2 separate regions of the Pan troglodytes genome follow, and region 1 is linked to region 2. A link is a contact called in public HiChIP or PLAC-seq data. All regions are on one chromosome and are shown on one strand. Each heading gives the region's core, a stretch centred on a gene start, on an enhancer-like site or on the middle of the called end of the contact. The rest is flanking DNA. Distances are from core to core; before and after follow the strand shown.

Region 1 (6,269 bases), core at 2,433-4,932, 310 kb after region 2:
GGGTGTTTAGCTTCCATCTAGGAACTCTGCAATGGTCATGCGCTATGAACTATGAACCTCCTAACAGGTGAGATTTCTGGATCACTTATAGCTATCCAGGGTCTTGACAGCTGACTCTAGGATTTCTCTTGGGGAGACAGTTACTTGGGAAAATAGCTTGATAAGCTTGGGTTAGAATGGGAAATTATGCAACAAGGCAACAAAAAATATGGCTAACCTGAGGCTAGGCTCAGAGGCTCATGTCTGTAATACCAGCACTTGGGGAGGTTGAGGAGGCCAGATGTTTAAGACCAGCCTGGACAACATAGCAAGATCCTGTCTCTACCAAAAAAAAAAAAAAAAAAAAAAGAAAGAAAAAAGAAAACAAGAAGACTGAGTTTTGCCGGTTTCTGTTTTGTTTTGTTTTTGAGACAGGCCAGGCGAGAGTGCAGTGGCAGGATCACAGCTTACAGCCTCAGCCTCCCAAAGTACTGAGACTACAGGCATGAGCCACCACGCCTAGCATTGCTCTGGTTTTTTGTAGAGGTTGGAGGGAACTGAAAACAGCAAAGATCTGTAGCGCCTTAAAGGTTTCATTAGGGTAGTACCTAGACAGGGCTTGGCCTCCTGGCCAGTAGATTGCCCAGTAAGGATCACTGTGGGGCCACAGGTCAGCTCTCTCCCACCAGAATTTGCATCTGGGGGTCAAAAGCCGCAACTGGATTTCAGGGGTGAGGCTACCACTGCTGGTGACTTCAGTGTTCTCCTCCAGGAAAGCCTTTATCTCAGGGTCCAAAAAGCTTCCAGCTCCTCTCCAGGGACACTGGCCACAGGGAAACAAGAGAAGACCACTGCTTCGTAGAGCCTGCAAGAGGAGACCACAGTGGTTCCTGTGTGCTTTCCAACCTAGACTCAAAGCCATCAGTCCTTTCCCCAAACACAGGTTCTGTCAATGTTCTGTTGATAATGGCTGCTTCTCAAGGAGAATGAACAAGGGTGTGTCTCCCAACTTGATCTCAACCGGAACCTCTGACTCTGAAAAAAAAAAAAAAAGTAATACTGAGAATTCTGAGGAAGAGCAACATTTCTAGATCCTATTACATAATAAGAAAATATTGGCCGGGCGCGGTGGCTCACGCCTGTAATCCCTGCACTTTGGGAGGCCAAGGCGGGTGGATCACGAGGTCAGGTGTTCAAGACCAGTGTGGCCATCATGGTGAAACCCTGTCTCTACTAAAAATACAAAAAATTACCCAGGCGTGGTGGCAGGTACCTGTAATCTCACTACTTGAGAATTGCTTGAACCCGGGAGGCGGAGGTTGCAGTGTGCCGAGATCGCACCATTGCATTCCAGCCTGGGCAACAAGAGCAAAACTCCGTCTCATAAAAAAAAAAAAAAGAAATAAAATATTACAGTGTATATTACTGTATCTGATGATTCACATGTGCAAGTTCATTTCAGATGAAAGCTTTGGTGCATCAATTGGGAAAATCCAATCTTTTTAAATGATACTTTTCACAAGAGAATCCTTTTAGTAATTTAACACAACAAATATACAAGCATTTGATTTTGAAAGAATCCTCAAGAAAATGCCTCTTACAGGAAATCAGCCATACAGTCATCCTTCAGTATCCTCAAGTGATTGGTTCCGGTATCCCCTGCTTCCAGGATACCACAATCAGAGGATACTCAAGTCCCTTATATAAAATGGCATCATATTTGTATATAAACTAGGCATATGCTGTGGTATACTTTACTTTAAATCATCTCTGGATGACTCATAATACTTAATACAATGTAAATGCTATATAAGTAGTTGTTACACTATTTTTGTGTTATTTTTATTGTTGTAATTTTATATTGCTATATTGTTATATTGTGGGCCAACTGTACCTTTAAAGTTCTTTCATAAATTTAACAAAGTAGGCATGCTTGGTAACTGTGAACAAAATAACAAAAGTCTTCTGTCTTCAGGAAGCTTATATTCTAGTGGTGGGATAAAGCAGTTAACAGGGCAAACACAGTTTTTGCCTTTATGAAGTCTAGCCAAGAGTTCTGGGGGTTAATGAATTTATAATTGTCTGTGGGCAGAGATATATTAATACAAATTATATTGACTACTCTATTTCATTAAAGATTGTTGTATCATAAAACAATGCAATCAAGATTCAGGTTTTTTCCTTTAAAAGTACTGTATGCATTTAATTGTAATAAAAAAACATCAACTCCTAAATCTCTTTCTGTAAAAGTATCTGATGGTTCGATTTTACCAAGCCTAAACCGAAAAGATTTGCTCCAACAGAAAAACACCTGTGCAATTGATCACTAAGATTTGTTTAAAAATATATATATATAGAAAAACACCCGGATTAGAATAAATGAGAATGAGGAACAACTTAAACACAACTTAAACACCCAGTTGTTTGGGGACCTCGGATCTCTTCTGCATAAATGTTTTAAATGGTCTTAAATCCACTAAAGTATTTAGGGGTCAAAAATCCAAATCCCCACAAGGGGCTGGACATCATAAATGAGTGATGCAGGCTGGCTGTAAAATAACAGAGGGGCTGTGGCAAGCTGGAGACTGTTTTCAAACAGTTCAAAAAGGCTAGGCAGGACATGCTGCCAGATCCTCCGATTTCTCAAAATCATCAAAAAAATCTAGATATTGACACATTAGCTTCCACCTTTTTTTTTTTTTTTTTTTTTTTTTTGAGACAGAGTCTCTGTTGCCCAGGCTGGAGTGCAGTGGCGTGATCTCGGCTCACTGCAACCTCCGACTCCCAGGTTCAAGCGATTCTCCTACCTCAGCCTCCCGAGTCCTGGGATTACAGGGGCGTGCCACCACGCCCGGCTAATTTTTGTATTTTTTTTTTTTTTTTTTTTTTTTAGTAGAGACGAGGTTTCGCCATGTTGGCCAGACTGGTCTGGAACTCCTGACCTGAAGCGATCCTCCTGCCTCGACCTCCCAAAGTGCTGGGATTACAGGCGCGAGCCACCACGCCCGGCCAGCTTCGGCTTGTAAACATCAGCAACTCATTCAAATATCAAAACACAGGGCAGGCCAAAATGCATGTCAGGTCATACATAGCCTGTGAACTCAGCGTAGACTTCCAGTGGGTGTTAGTTACCCCACATCAGTGTCCTGGGATCGTAGGGGTCTCTCAGGGCCTGATATCCCACTAGACTAATTGTTAAGCAGTACTAGGCTGTCACTTGAATCACACAACGCAGCCTAAGTTTAAAGGTAACGCAGAGCAAATAGAGATTATTTGGGATTTGGACCCCATGTCATTTAGATCGGCGCTTCCCTCTCCCGTCCCAGCACCGATGAGGCATGGGTTATGAAGTATGTGACTGTGGTGACCACTTGGTATTTTTCTTAATGAGAAGGAGAGCTGATGGGATGAAAATAGTTACGTTCCAGAACGGGTAGACGGCGGCGTCATTTTCCTCCAGAGGCGGGGTGGAGTCGATCTTAAAGGGGCAGGCACCGTCCTCCTTGTCTCCTTACCTAGCTTTGCTGACACCGCCCTCGGAAGTAAAGCACAGGGCTCGCCTGTCACTCGCCCTGGCGACTCTTCCCGCTCATGCTTTACATTTCCGGGGTCCCGCTACCCAAACTGAGCCACGCTCTAGCAGAGCGCCGCGGCCCGGCAGGGGGCGGGATGGACGGCGGCCCCTCGCGGCCCCGCCCTTTTTCCCAGCAGCCCTTTCTTTCTCCTCCACTTTCTTAAAGGGACAGAAGCGCGAAACCAAAGGGCGCCCTGACCTCACCTGGAAAATAAGGGAACGTTAAATCTGTGTGCAATGTTTGTAGAATTTTGATTCCTAAAAAGTTCATTCTGAAACTATGCAACACCTACTATGTGCCAGTCGCACTTCCAGGCACCGGGCATGGAGTGGTGAGCAAAATAGACACCGTATATTAAAAAAAAAAAAAAAAAAACACAGTATAAGCCCTCTGTGCTGCCTACATTCAACTGCGATTAAATCATAATGAATGTCCTTTCTTTTCTAATAATTCATAAATTCACTATCAATTTATTTGCAGCCTATATCACTCGAGTCTGGATCTACATATATCCACCTTTCAACTGGACCCACATCCCACTGGCCCCTCAACTCAACGCTCAAAGTTAACTCACCATCTGACCTGACAACAATTAAAACCTGCTCTGGCGTGCTAGAGGGGGGAAAACGGTCCAAAACTAAGAAACAGGAAAATCGTGTTTCTGCATTTTAGTTTGCAGTTTGAGAAATGCACTGGCACCTGCCTGTTCAAAATTAGAATTTGTCGCTTGGGTTCTGCGCTCCTGCCATAGGTGTGACAGCTTTCTGTCTTTCCATGTAAACTGGAATCTTTAGGAACTACTACAAGGAAAGGAAACTTTGTGGTTCCAGTCAACAGCCCCAGATGCAGCCTTATCATTTCCTTCTTAGTTGAATGGTGTATTTGCTACATTCTTGTTGATAAGCTATACACCTTGCATTTCACAGTATTCAGTATTCTGCCTTAGATTTCCTGTGTAATAACTGATATAATGTGTTTATGAACTGCATTCATCCACTTATGAGCTGCTTTTTTCTTAATTAGTTGCTGATGTAAACGCTTGTTTTCTCAACTATAACTTTTCATTACCACACACTCTCCGATTCTCCTGCTAGCAGTGAACATTGATCCATGTTCAAGATCAATTTCTATAAGAAATATTGTTTTTAACCAGCTTCTGTGTTCTATCCCAATTAATAGTTTGAACATCCCAGTCACTGCCCAAGAAACCAGAACGAACAGGCTAACCTAACATTTTTACAAAAGAGGGTTGGTTCCTGGAAAAAAGCTTGGTAGTCATCACTGAAGATGCATTCAATAATGTTTGGATAACTCATTCAAAACTTGCAACTTGGCTGAAGGGACTGCAACATGCCTTTCCTGTCCCATAATGGTTTTAAAACTGGTCCAGTTCTTTCTATCCCTCCTGCCATTGCCTTAGTTTGGCATTATAATGGCTTGCCTGGGTTCCTATAACTTGTCTATCTCTAATTCTGCCTTCCTTAAAACTATTCTTTTTTTTTTTTTTTTTTTTTTTTGAGATGAAGTCTTCCTCCGTCGCCCAGGCTGGAGTGCAGTGGCATGATCTCGGCTCACTGTAACCTCTGCCTCCTGGGTTCAAGCCATTCTCCTGCCTCAGCTTCCCCAGTAGCTGGGATTATAGGCGCACACCACCACACCCAGCTAATTTTTGTGTCTTTAGTAGAGACGGGGTTTCATCATGTTGGTCAGGCTGGTGTCCAACTTTTGACCTCGTGATCCGCCCACCTCGGCCTCCCAAAGTGCTGGGATTACAGGTGTGAGCCACTGCGACCGGCCAAGATTATTCTTTATATTGCAGCTTAAATGATTTTTTTCTGAAACTTAGATTCCATAGTCTAGAAAAGGCCTGCCCTTCCTGTAGTCCCAGACAAAGCATGAAAAACAGGGATATATGGATTTTCTTTTCTGTTGTTTGGTGTTGATGCATTGTAATGTCTTAATAGAAAGGACCGTCTAGATTTTAACAAAATTGACCCACATACATCCAGGCAGACTTGTGAACTGATAACAATTTGAGCTGTTGTCTATCCTTGTGATTTTTTTACTTTAAATACCTGCCCTACATTTTTGTTTACAAAGCCAGTTCTCTAATAATTGGTCCCTCTTGCAGGTGCTAGTAAAAAATTCTATTCCCTACACAACTTTGTCTTTAAGGGTTTTTCGGTTTTTCAACAAGTTATTCAATTACACTTATTAACTGTATGATCTTGGACACATTGCTAAACCTTCTTAATAATCAGTTTCTTCATCTGTAAAATAGTGATGATAATAATAATGTTTTAGGAAGATTTAATAAGATAAAAGCACATCTTGTTTAGCCCAGTTCCTGGCATGTAGTAAATGCTTGCTAAGTGTGCTATTACAGTGATGATCATTATTAGAAACACAGAGATAGTGTTGATGAGCAGCAGATCGGGTTTTCAGTTAAAGGTGAGAGGATCAAACTTGAATTTTAGAAAAATGTTTTATGCTGCAGGTAGCAAAGAGTTAAAGCGGGGGCAAGACTGAAGACAAGGAAACTGCCATTGGAGGATATTATGGTAATCCAAGCAAACAATAATGGAGACAGAACTAAGGTAACTGCAATAGGGATGGAAAGAATTGGAACATTTGAAAATGATTAAGGATGAGCTATTAGCAGGACTTGGAGACTAATTAAATACACTCGTTTAACCGTAATGCTAGCCAATCTAA
Region 2 (6,414 bases), core at 3,089-5,588:
CTGAAAACCAAAGCAGAGGACAGCAGAGATCAAAGATACAGTGTCCCAAATCTTTAAAACTCTCTTTTGGATTTAGATCCTGGATCCATCAAAACCCAAAGGTTGCGCTCCATGAACTTTTTTTTTTTTTTTTTTTTTTTTGAGACAGTCTCGCTCTGTCGTCCAGGCTGGAGTGCAGTGGTGTGATCTCAGCTCACTGCAACCTCCCCTCCCGGGTTCAAGCAATTCTCCTGTCTCAGCCTCCTGAGTTAGCTGGGACTACAGGCGCATGCCACCACACCTGGCTAATTTTGGGGTTTCACCTGTTAGCCAGGGTGGTCTCGATTTCCTGACCTCATGATCCACCTGCCTTGGCCTCCCAAAGTGCTGGGATTACAGGCGTGAGCCACTGCGAAGCTCGTGGACTTTATTTTCTAAGACAGAGTCTCACTCTGTCACCCGAGCTAGGGTACAGTGGCGCGATCTCAGCTCACTGCAACCTCTGCCTCTCGGATAGCTGGGATTTCAGGCATGTGCCACCACGCCTGGCTAATTTTTTGTACTTTTAGTAGAGATGGAGCTTCACCATGTTGGCCAGGCTGGTCTCCAACTCCTGACCTCAGGTGATCTGCCCACCTTGGCCTCCCAAAGTGCTGGGATTACAGGCATGAGCCACCGCACCCGACCCTGATCCATGAACTTTAAAAGTATGTCATCTAATGAATTCTCCTTTGGGGCTTGAAAAATAATAATCACCTTATGGTTTCTGTTTCTTAAAACTTCACTGGACAATACAATTTCTTTTAATACACTTTGTCATTTTAATCACCTTATTTACAAATGAAACCTTGTAATTTGATACATCAAGAGAATCTTGTTACTGTCATTAAATCTTTGCGATCATGAAAACCAGGAGCATAAAATGTATAGTTCCAATCTCACTTGAGATATTTACCTCAACAGCCTCCAACTTTGCTCTTCACTCACAAGTACACTTAAGGTATTAGGAGTAGTGTAAGTATTGCATAGTTGCCACCCAACAAAGCATTTAGAATTCCTCAAGGTCCAAGATTCTTTCTTCACAATCTTCTTCCAAAGTGAATGTTAACTTGCGTATCTATACCCAGGGTTAGTCAACTGTTATCCTGGACTTATCTCAAAATGAATACACTCCCTGTCTGTTTTACATAATAGAGTGTGCCTCTAATGGGGGAGGGAGGGAGGCCTGATTAGATTCTTGAATTCTTGAAATTCACCTGCATAAACGCTTTTTTTTTTTTTTTTTTTTAAAGACAGAATCTTGCTCTGTTACCCAGGCTGCAGTACGACGGGGTGACCTCAGGTCACTGCAACCTCCACCTCCCGGGTTCAGCCACTTGAGTAGCTAGGATTACAGGCATGTGCCACCACGCCCGACTAATTTTTGTATTATTAGTAGAGATGGGGTTTTGCCATGTTGGCCAACTTGAGGCCAGGGCTGGTCTCGAACTCCTGGCCTCAAGTGATCTGCCTGCCCCAGCCTCTTAAAGTGCTGGCATTATAGGCGTGAGCCACCACACCTGGCCTACAAATACGTTTTAAGCAACATTAAATCAATTCCCTAAGCATTTGAGCTCCAATTATATCCAAGACACTGATAATCTAGGAGGGAAGAGAGATTCCTGTACAATCACAGAGATAATGTAGAACGACAAAGCTTTGGGGCAAGTTTGTCCTGCCTAGGAATTTGGAGGCATTTTTTATTTCAAACAAGCCTGCAGGTAAATCCAGATGTGGACCAGTAGTGACGGGTACTTCCTAACAAAACAAGACCTACAAAAAAGAGAATCAAAGAGGATCTACAGTGATGGGTTTAATCAATAAAAAGCTCATAAATTTAGAGCTTAAATGAACCAGCTGAATTTCTGCTAAGACAGCATTACATGTCCCAGGCCACAAAATCTATTTCCTCTAACATGACAATAGCTAACATTTATTGGGCACTTACCATGCATCAGGAGCTGTTTAACTGTGATATGCATGAAACTCATGTAACTCTACCATAACAATCCTATGACATTAGTGCTTGTCCCCATTTTATAGATGAGAGAACAGGCAGAGGTTTATTTTCCAGGGTTGGCTGAGTGCTACAGCCAAGATCTGAACCAAAGCAGTGTGGTTACAGGGCCCATGGTCTTAATCATTAGGTGAGACTTCCTAACACACTTTGTGGTTACAGATGAAAGCCCTGGACATGACCACTTTGGCTGCACCGGAAGCATCCTTCCAGAGTGGTGCTCTGTGCCACATTCCCCTATGTGCCACCAGCAGTAATAAAATATAATAAAAACAATCAAATAAACACAGCACAGACAGAAGCAGACCTCTGCCCAGGTAACTTCCACCACAATTCCCTTACCAAAGACTTCTTTCCTTATTTTGCTAAGATTAACAACTGATTTTTCAGTACTATGCCAACAACATTTCTTCTCAAGCTTTGCTGTCAATTCCATTGTGACCCACAGTTTAATTTAAAACCAATGTTGATTCACTGAGCTAGTAATTTTATTCGGTAGTAGGTGAATTACTCCATAGTTGAGTGTGAATAACCGCCTGGTTAAATCAGGGCGGGTTTCTTAGAGGTGATACACTTACCGTTGAGCACAACTTTACTCTTTAATTATCGTGTACATTCCCATTTCCCTCCAAACACCTCAGTCCCTCTCCACACAGTGTTTACTTCTTTGGTCCTAGGGACAGCAAGAAACATTTTATAATAAAAGAGCACATGCTAATGTGTTTACTAGATATGACACTGCTGTGCAAAACTGTTCTTTTATGGCTGCACTGAAAGCATGCTAAGTTTACTGAATTCTTATTAAGTGTCCTAAGTAACAGAAATAGAAACTAGGTCTGGCCTGAAAATACCACTCACTTAAGTTAGAATTTATGTGCGCTCCTCTAGGTCCGCTATTGTAGTATCACTGCAAAACAATAATACTTTATCTCTGCACTTGTCTTTATTGCATTAATATTAAATAGAAAAAAATCCGACTGCACAGGGGAAAAAACCTAAAACCTTAACATGCATGAACATTAACAGTGACTGAAACATGATTAAAGCTAACACATTTAGCAGAAAAACGCAATCCCCAAACAAGCTCTGCGGCCCGCCTACTGAAATGCACCCGCCCGCCACTTAATGAAAATGCGCCTCAAGCTCATACACATCCTTATGTTAAGACAGTATGCACTCGATGTACTACAAATAAATTGTTTTCACGGAAATGATTCCCCGAAAGTTTGCTGCTAAACTCAGGACCCTAAGGACGTTTGCTTAGGGAATCCGTGTCCCTCGAGAACACCTAAGATGGGTATGCGTTTGTGCATTTAAAAATGCCTCAAGGAACTAACTATTGCTGAGGAACAGAAACCATCGCCGGCGCAGAAGCGTTCGCGGACCACTTGGAGATAGATGCCAGTACAGCAATTCTGTTCCAGGAGGCTTCGGCTTAAGAGGGCCGGGGAGGAGGAGAACCCTCGGGAAATAGCAAAAAAAAAAAGATTTTTCTTTTTCACTCCAGCGACAGGAAAGCCTTAAAAACATAAGCAGCTCTCATACCCACCCGCCTCACCAGCCGCGCCTCGCAGTTCGACAAAATGCGTCCTAGCCTTCGCCACTCGCGACCTCTACCGCGCAGAGCCAGGCAATGAGGGAAAACAGCCAGCGAGGCCCGCCCTCCGGTGCAAGGCTCGGCATCCGCGGAGGCCCAGGGCCGGCCCCGGTGCGGCGGGCAGAAGCAAGCGCGGCTGCCCGGCCCAGCTCCGGTGGGCGGACGGCGGGACGCGCGAGCCGGCGGGGCCCGAGGCCCGGGTTCCGGGGCCGCCCGCGACTGCGTCTTTGCCGCAGAACAAAAGCGCTCTGCGCCGCGCGCAGGCCCGGACCGCGAGCGCCTCTGGCTCCCGGCTCCCGGCCCCCGCCCCGCCCGGACCCCGGAAGGCAGAGGGACCTCGGGGTGCTCGTCTCACACTTACCGACAAAGGGAAGAGGACCACCCCAGCAAGCAGGGAGAAAACCGGCGGCCTCCCGGGCCCCAGAGTTTAAGTCAAGTGGGGTCCGCCTCCAGGGGCGGGTCGAGGAGCCAGGCCCAGGATCCAGGAACAGCTAGGCTCCGCCTCACGCCCGAGGCGGTGGCTGCGAGGGCCGCGCCGCCGCGGTCCTAGTGCCACCAGAGAAGCCGCGGACCCGGCCCGCAGATAACACCCAGGCTTGCAGAGCGCTTTCATCTGCCCGACGCGGAAATATCCTGCAGCGATCTTCTACCTTCAACGTGCATCCGCAGCACCCAGAGGGCATGTTAAAGAGAGATTGAGAACCACCAGCAAAACTGCTGATTCAGTAGGTTTGGGGTGGGGCTGAAAAATGTGCATTTCTAACAAGTTCATGAGACCGACTGTTGCTGCTGGCCTCAGGACCAATTTTTTCTATAAAGCGCATGGAAGTCAGAGTGCACCCAAGAGATTGTTAACCCTTAAAAAACAGAAAGAAAAAAAAAGAAATCAACAAGTTAGAGGCAAATAAGTGTGAAAGAAAGTGGATAGTCTATTTGGGGATTCTGAAAGTCCCTGAGGAAAGTTGACTTTGGAGACCAGATCACGAAGCACGACCTCTTAATTGCCGACCTTTTGTTATAGATTAACTCCCTTATTTTCTTATTCCCAGCTCAGACCAGATGGCATCTGAGATAAAATACGCCTTGAATAAGATAAATGACCGCTTGACTATTACATCCTTAATGTGGAATGTTAAATAGACCCTTCCCAAAAAGAAACACTGCCTTGAACCAATCAAATTGCTATGCGTTAACCTTCTATGGAAAATGTTGACATCCTGTTAAGCTTCCCAGACCCTGCCTGTGTAAACGACCCTCAAACTTCTCCCTTTCGAAGCACTGACCCCCATCTTTTGGAGTCTGTGTCCTACCAGGTCGCCATCCTCAAACTTTGCACTCAAATAAACCAATATTTAATCATATTGCCCGAATCTCATTATTAAGGTTTACGTAAGCGTTTACTTAGTAATGAAGGTTGCAACCAGGATGGCAAATCAGAGATTGTGCCACTGGAGAGGGGCAAGGGAGCTTATGTTTATAGGAATTTATTTGTTACATAAATTGTCAGATTACTTCATTGGTGAATTAAACGAAGAAGTCTTTAGTCATTACTAGAAGGGTGCGTTTGCGTCTGTCAGAAACAAAACAAAAAAACTACATACAGAATATTCTTTCTTTTTGGGGGGGGGGGACGGAGTCACGCTCTGTCGCCCAGGGTGGAGTGCAGTGGCGCGATCTCGGCTCACTGCAAGCTCCACCTCCCAGATTCACGCCATTCTCCTGCCTCAGCCTCCCAAGTAGCTGGGACTACAGGCGCCCGCCACCATGCCCGGCTAATTTTTTGTATTTTAGTAGAGACGGGGTTTCACCATGTTAGCCAGGATCGTCTCGATCTCCTGACCTCTTGATCCGCCCGCCTTAGCCTCCCAAAGTGCTGGGATTACAGGCATGAGCCACCGCGCCCGGCCAGAATATTCTTAAAGATTGGGGGTGGCCAGGTGTGGTGGCTCAGGCCTGTAATCCCAGCACTTTGTGTCACGCGCGTCCGTGTGAAGAGACCACCAAACAAGCTTTGCGTGAGCAACAAGACTGTTTATTTCACCTGGGTGCAGGCGGGCTGAGTCCGAAAAGAGAGTCAGCAAAGGGTGGTGGGATTATCTTTAATTCTTATAGGTTTTGGGAGAGGCTCCGCGGAGCAATGTTTTGCGGGCAGGGGGTGGATCTCACAAAGTACATTCTCAAGGGTGGGGAGAATTACAAAGAACCTTCTTAAGGGTGGGGGAGATTACAAAGAACCTTCTTAAGGGTGGGGGAGATTACAAAATACATTGATCTGTTGGGATGGGGCAGAAACAAATCACAATGGTGGAATGTCATCAGTTAAGGCTATTTTCGCTTCTTTTGTGGATCTTCAGTTGCTTCAGGCCATCTGGATGTATACGAGCAGGTCACAGGGGATATGATGGCTTAGCTTGGGCTCAGAGGCCTGACAGTTTGGGAGGCTGAGGTGGGTGAATCACTTGAAATCAGGAGTTTGAGACCAACGTGACCAACATGGTGAAACCCTGTTTCTACTAAAAATATAAAAATTAGCCAGGCCTGGTTGTGGGCACCTGTAATTCTCAGCTACTCGGGAGGCTGAGGCGGGAGAATTGCTTAAACCCAGGAAGCAGAGGTTGCAGTGAGCCGAGATCATGCCACTGCACTCCAGCGTGGGCCACAGAGAGAGTCTGTCTCATGAAACAAAACAAACAAAAAAAGATTGGGGATCAGGCGTGGTGGCTTATGCTTGTAATCCCAGCACTTTGGGGAGGATCACTTGAGGCCAGGAGTTCGAGAGAGC

Evidence for each region. HiChIP or PLAC-seq counts read pairs in DNA pulled down with a chosen protein or histone mark.
Region 1: a contact with region 2 is called in an H3K4me3 HiChIP or PLAC-seq map of stem cell-derived excitatory neurons, with 7 times the contacts expected there. The contact joins the promoter of ETFBKMT here to the promoter of RESF1 in region 2. A contact is called at or near these places in 1 of 7 Hi-C or Micro-C datasets (blood) and 1 of 1 datasets of contacts at active chromatin or transcription factors (stem cell-derived excitatory neurons).

Annotation. Positions count from the first base shown.
Region 1 is chr10:63,845,332-63,851,600 of NHGRI_mPanTro3-v2.0_pri, forward strand. It overlaps ETFBKMT (electron transfer flavoprotein subunit beta lysine methyltransferase), which reads right to left and starts at 3,683. Exons shown (of 4, transcript XM_001137083.6): 1 at 3,495-3,683; 2 at 588-1,014. The coding sequence starts at 901.
Region 2 is chr10:63,529,941-63,536,354 of NHGRI_mPanTro3-v2.0_pri, forward strand. It overlaps RESF1 (retroelement silencing factor 1), which reads right to left and starts at 4,339. Exons shown (of 6, transcript XR_001708042.4): 1 at 3,994-4,339; 2 at 2,614-2,708.